Linked DNA regions of Sus scrofa: region 2 is linked to region 1. Evidence: chromatin contacts called from public Hi-C data. All regions are on one chromosome and are shown on one strand. The core of a region is the stretch at or near the end of the contact, and the rest is flanking DNA. Distances in the headings are between cores, read along the strand shown. Region 1 overlaps ZAN (zonadhesin). Region 2 holds the start of SLC12A9 (solute carrier family 12 member 9).

Region 1 (2,992 bases), core at 238-2,737:
TTGAACCCGCATCCTCATGGATACTATTTGGGTTCATTACCGCCGAACCACGACAGGAACTCCCAAATTAAGACTATTTATTTTTTACTTATCAGATTGGCAAAAATCAAAAGCTCGATAATGTCCTATTGGTGAGGCTGTGGGAAATCCTCATATGTTGCTGGTAGAAACGTAAATTCCTCAACCCCTATGAAAGCCCATCTGGCAATGTCTCTCAAAAGTACAAATCTACACAGCCCTTGACCTGACAATTCCACTTTTAGGAATTTATCCTACAGATAAAAACACACACAGAGAAAATCACATCTCCACAAAGTTTCCACTGCAGAACCATTTGCAATCGCAAAAGATCGGAAACAACTAGAAAGTCCATCAATAGAAAACTAGTTAAATAAATTATGATAAATGATGACTTCCTGGCAACCTAGTGGTTAAGGATTTGGCACTGTCACTGCTGTGGCTTGGGAACTTCTGCACACCACAAGCCCAGTCTAAAAAAAAAAGATTTTTTGGGGGGTCTTTTTAGGGCCGCACCCATGGCATATGCAGGTTCCCAGGCTAAGGGTTGAATCAGATCTGTAGCCACCAGCCTACACCACAGCCAGAGCAATGCCAGATCTGAGTCTCATCTGCAATCTACATGACAGCTCATGGCAACGCCGGAGTCCCAACCCACTGAACGAGGCCAGGGACTGAACCTGTGTCCTCATGGATACCAGTCAGATTCGTTTCCGCTGAGCCATGACAGGAACTACCCCCCCAAAAAAAATTTTTTTAAATGACAAAGTTCCTGCTGTGGTGCAGTGAGTTAAGAATCTGACTGCAGGAGTTCCTGGCTAGAAAAAAAAAAAAAAAAAAGTTTAAAGAAAAGAGCTAAAGAAGGATGTCTTGGAGTCTGCCAGGAGGGGAGTGGAAAGAACTTTCTGGGTGCAGGGAGCAGTGCACAGAAAGGGAGGGAGGGCTGTGGGAAAGTAGGGCCTGAGTGGGGAAAGGGGTCATTTGACGCAGGTGATGCAGGGAAGGGGGAGAAGGGGGCAGGGAGTGGCGGCGACAGCTTGGAGGGTCTCGGAGAGGAACTCGGACTTGCAGGTAAGAGTGAGCAGGGGAGTGACATGGACAGGAGCCGCTGAGAAGCAGCCCACGCAGGCCTGGCCGTAAGGGGCACAGGCTAAGAGCTTCCTGTAAATGGTCCACGTCCGGGAAAATAAAGTCAGAACTAGGTTGGGGAGAACCGACAAGGAGCCTGGGGGAGCTTTCAGAGGTACACAGGTGAAAGAATGCTTGGGAGTGGCCTGAGGGTGGCTGCAGGGGACACTCACGGCAGAAGCTGCTGTTTCTCCAGACTGGGGGCTTGATCCCCTGGGCCTGGCAGGCGGCCCCGAAGGCTTGCAGAGACTCGCAAAAGGCACGGTTTAGGCCTCCAAACTCACAGAGCTTGTGAGTACAGCTGCGCACGTAGGGACTGAGCACCACGCGGGTGGCACAGTTTGCCCAGGCCGGGGCCTGAAAGGCCGCCTGGCACTGCTCCTGGGCTCGCTCCAGGTCAGCTGGCCTGCAGTTTGCACTTGGCTGCTCTTGTGATTCTGCTTCGGTCTTCCTGTCATCTTCCTGGCAACTGGGGAGGGAAAGGGGTCATCACAGGGACAGCCAAACCACCCTCAGGAGATCCTCCTGTCTTCCCTGGGAAGCTGGCCTGGGCTCTGGCCAGCCTTCCATGCGGCCTTGGCCTCCCGCACCTTTCAAAGCCCAGACAGGAAGACCGTAGTGTTTCCCAGACGGGCTCCTGGGGCCCAGACGCCGTCCCTGTCAAGCGGCGCCCGTGAAGGACCACGCGGGCCTTCCCAGCCCAGGTGGGCCATACGGTCTAGAATCCCGACTCACGTTCCTACACAAAGAGAGTCTTTGGGGGCAATTACTTTGGGTCGATCTCCTTATCTCGCCAGCTGTCCACATACATGACGTCATCCAGAGCTAGTGCATCACTGGGCATCATGAGCTCGTCTTCTTCCTCGTCGTTGAAGTTCCCGCACACGCCGCAGGTCTGGGTGGGCGGAGGAGATGGAGGGGATCTTCAGCGCCGGGGGAGGCAGGGGGCATTTTTCATTGGCACCACCTTCCCACTCCAAAGAGAAAGGCGCCCCCGCCCCCCCCCCCACCGGCCCTGCAGGCTGATCCCCTTGCACAGAGACGCAGGAGTCTTCCTCACCCTTCCGTAATAGGCTTTGGGGATTTCAACCTCAAGGAAACCTCTGCCGTCAAACTTGACCTGCACCCCGATGTTGATGGTGAGCACGGTGTAGCCGTCCCTGGAAATGACTCTGACCCCACGGATCTGCGTGGTTGCAGGCAGACTGACCCGTGTGCCATTGATCTACAGAGGACAGGACCTGTGAGCAGGAGGAAGGACCAGAGCCCCGTCCCCAGAGTCCACGTCCTCCTCACCCAGCTCACCAGCACTTGGTCCTGTTTCAGGGTGACCAGGGTATTAAAGATATCCACGTAGACCTGGCGGAGGTAGAAAGCCGGGGGTTGGCCTTCCCGCTTCCCATTCTCGCCACTGATCTTGAAGAAAGGCAGGTCCATGGTGGAGTGGCATATTTTCACCAGGACGTAAGTGCAGTTGCCCCTGACAGCATGGTAGCTGCCATCGAAGCTCACGTAGTGGGATGTGTCAGGGATGCGGCACACTCCCATCCCTGGAGGACAGACAGGTGGCTGAGGAGGGGCCCTGCCTCCAGCAAGAACAGGCCCCCTCCCCACCTTCAAGGAAAGGATGCGGAGGAGAGGGAGCCTCAGAAGGGAACTCCAATTCCACAGAAAGAGTCAAGACACAAGGCAGTGGAGCAGAGGGAACCCCAGGGGCCCTTCCCGATGGAGGAGAAGTTGGGGAGAGCTTGTCTCAGTGGCTGGAGGTCCTCCTCCACCCTCAGTGGCCTCCCACCTGCCACCCGGCACCGTATCAGCCCATCCTGGGGCCAGCACATCTGGCTGG
Region 2 (2,992 bases), core at 285-2,784, 37 kb before region 1:
AAACTCCCCACCCTTTTTTTAGCTGCACCCACCAAATGCAAAAGATACCAGGGCAGGGATGGAACCTGCACCACAGCAGCCACTCAAGCTGCTGAAGTGACAACACCGGATCCTTAATCCACTGCACCACAAGAGAACTCCGCAAGGGCACTTACAAGTAAGTTAACCACACTTACCTCTTGTTTCAGACTACCGTCCAACTGCCACAGTTTACACCTTTGCCATGGCCTAAGCATTAATAGCATTTCCTTTGCTCAGAAGTGACCCAGAGTGGTCTATATATTATATGGGCAATCGCCCCATGAAGCCCTACCTGACCCGTATCCTGCCCTCACCTCTCCTCATCCCTGATCTTGCCCCACGAGGACCTCTGGGCTGTTGCCAAGAATGCTGTGGCAGCACAGGACAGGAGCCTCCTTTGTCTTTTGGACTCAAATATTACCTTCTTAGTGAAATCTCTGCCAGTCCCATTTAAAGGTGAACTACAGAAGTTCCTGTCGTGGCACAGCGGACGGACTAGGAACCATGAAGTTGCAGGTTCGATCCCTGGCCTCGCTCAGTGGGTTAAGGATCCGGCGTTGCCGAGAGCTGTGGTGTAGGTCGCACACGCGGCTTGGATCCCACATTGCTGTGGCTGTGGTGTAGGCCGGCAGCTGTAGCTCCAATTGGACCCCTAGCCTGGGAACCTCCATATGCCACAGTGCAGCCCTAAAAAGCTAAATAAATAAATAAATAAATGTGAACTACACCTTCCTTCCCATCCCACTTTCCTAGGGCTTATCCCCCTTTCCTATTTTTTTTTTCCTTAACCAGAGCGCTTAACACATCTAATAGATGCCTTTAAAGTGTTTATCTTGTTCATCGACTGCCTAGTCCCAACAGAAAAGTTAAGCTCCACGAAACAGGAACTTTTCTTTGCTGCTCTAGCTCCGGTACTTCCATCAGTCCCTGGCATTCCGGTGGCCCTTTGTAACCGTGCACCGTGTCTTCTGGGAGCCTCGGCGGATCTGGGGCTGGCTCCTCACGTGACTGCTGTGGCCCCGCCCCGCCCTCTAAGGAGGGAAGATGGCGGCGCCCAGGGTGCCCCAGAAAGAGGGCAGCAAACGAGAGGGCGCCGGCTCGCTAGAGCGTCCGCGCCGCCGCCTGGTCTGCGGTCGCGTACTGGGAAGGCGCGAATTCAGGACTACGTGCTGGTCGTCCTCCCCACCATTTTCAAAGGAGAAAGGAATTGGCTAATCCTAAAACGTTGAGCTGCCTATCATCTCCCCACTGCTTGGGATTCCTGGGATCTGAGACGTGTAGGACGAGGTTGTGGAATCAGTATCTGGGTTTTTCTCGCCTCGTGTTGGCTCCCGGATCTACCGATTAGGTCATCTCGGGGTGCCTGTCCAGCCTTCTGTTCTAAAGGATCCCAGAGCACACACCTGGACCATCCTTCGGAGACAGGACGTCCAATCCCCGCCCCTGAGTGCCCCACTCCGAGTTCAGGCCCTAAATGCTAATTCCTCGGCACCCCGTCCCCCGCCGTGAGCTCCCCTGAATTAAGTCTCGTGAATCCGGACCCCCCCCTCCCCCAGGCCCCAGGGGCAGATGAGCCCTTGGCCACCGCCCCTACAGTTTCCTGCAGATCCAGCAAACAAAAGGCTCGGGAAGAGAGGCGAGGCTGAGCAGGGCGCCCTTCCTGCAGGAACAGCTGATGGAGCAAAATGACCCAGGAGGGAGGAGAGAAGGGGAGGGATGAAATTCCAGGGTTCCTGGAGGACCGCAGCAGGAGGCCAGACTCCTGGATCCCGGGGAAGGAGGGAGGGAGTCCAGGAAAATGGATGCGGAGGGCCCAGGCAGGACACCAGAGTTTGCTGGGCTCTTTCAGATCCCAGCTGTCTTGGTAGGGGTGATGTCAACTTTAGGGAATGGAGGGGGTTGGGGGGAACTCTGGATTTCAGGTGAGCTCTCAGGCCCCCAGGCTGGAATGGTGGGGGCTGGGAGAGGCCTGAAGCACTGCGTCATCTCCTCTGGGGCCCAGCCTGCCGCCCCCCGGCCCGACCTGCTGCCCTTGGTGCAGGCCCCACCCTGGCCTGGCTTCCTGCTCCTCCCCAGGCACAGAGCTCTCCTGCCAAGCTCCACGAACCAGCCCAGGGGCTTCTTGTCCCTTCAGGTCCTTGTTAGCCTAGCCTCTAACCACGAATGGTCCTCCTTATATTTGCCCCAGAGCTGTTGCCCCTGCCCCCATCCCTGTCAAGGACACAATAGTAGGGGAAGGGCCCCGTCCAGTGGGGGGGGGGGCCTGGCATGGGGGGGGGGCTTGGCCTCATATCCTGTCAGGCTGCCAAGGGAAGAGAGGAAACAAAAGACTTCCCCCTGCTGGGACAATGAGCCTCCCATTACCTCTTTCCCTCCTCCCACTACCCCGCAGCCCTCCCGTTGAGCTCAGGCCCCCAGGCCTCCCTTCTCCAAACCTCCTTACCCTCTGATAGCCTTGGCCTCTGCTCTGAGCTCTGCCCTTCCAGCTCTGCCCTTCCCCTGCCCTCCTTCCTATCAGCTTGCACTGATGCTTGTCTCCAGTCCTGGCTGTTTCAGTCCCCTGCTCTTCCATCAGGGCTCAGAACCCCTTCCTCTGTCTCCAGCGTCAAGACCAGGGGCTGGGTGGGCAAGGCTCTGGTGAATGTTAGGGAGTAAATCATACCCGTTTAATAGCTGGTGGGAAACAGGGGCTCCACAGGAGTAAGGGTCCAAGGCAGAGGGAGGGAAATGCCCTAAGCCTGGCCTGGGTGGGAAAGGAAGAAGCAGAAGGCTGCGAGGTGTCCTCCAGGTCCTTGGAGGTCGGGCTGGAAGGCCGTTTGATCTAAGTGTGGAGTCAGGTCCACCTGCTGGCTGCTAGCTGAGTGCTTGGACGGGTCACTTAACCTCCCCAGCCTGTCTCATCTCTGAGATTCATAATAACACCCCATCCTGTCCCTCTAACAAAGTTCTTTTTTTTTTTTTTTTTTTTTTT

Evidence for each region. Hi-C and Micro-C count contacts between places; a contact is called where the count stands out from the background.
Region 2: a contact with region 1 is called in a Hi-C map of liver, with 5 times the contacts expected there. The contact joins the promoter of SLC12A9 here to the enhancer-like site in region 1. A contact is called at or near these places in 1 of 5 promoter capture datasets (liver), 11 of 47 Hi-C or Micro-C datasets (alveolar macrophages, embryonic fibroblasts, fetal heart ventricle and 4 more) and 2 of 2 datasets of contacts at active chromatin or transcription factors (alveolar macrophages and skeletal muscle).

The regions. Positions count from the first base shown.
Region 1 is chr3:8,657,881-8,660,872 of Sscrofa11.1, reverse strand. ZAN (zonadhesin) reads right to left here. Exons shown (of 41, transcript NM_214383.1): 24 at 2,942-2,992; 25 at 2,452-2,696; 26 at 2,207-2,371; 27 at 1,917-2,041; 28 at 1,320-1,615. Among named protein-coding and RNA genes, the nearest start is that of ZAN, 21 kb to the right of the region's middle. Within about 2 kb of position 1,487, at least 3 of the 83 cell types and tissues checked have an H3K27ac peak or open chromatin away from gene starts, as enhancers often do. A contact at or near this core is called in liver, where this site is marked.
Region 2 is chr3:8,695,135-8,698,126 of Sscrofa11.1, reverse strand. It overlaps SLC12A9 (solute carrier family 12 member 9), which reads right to left and starts at 1,534. Exons shown (of 14, transcript XM_003354477.4): 1 at 177-1,534.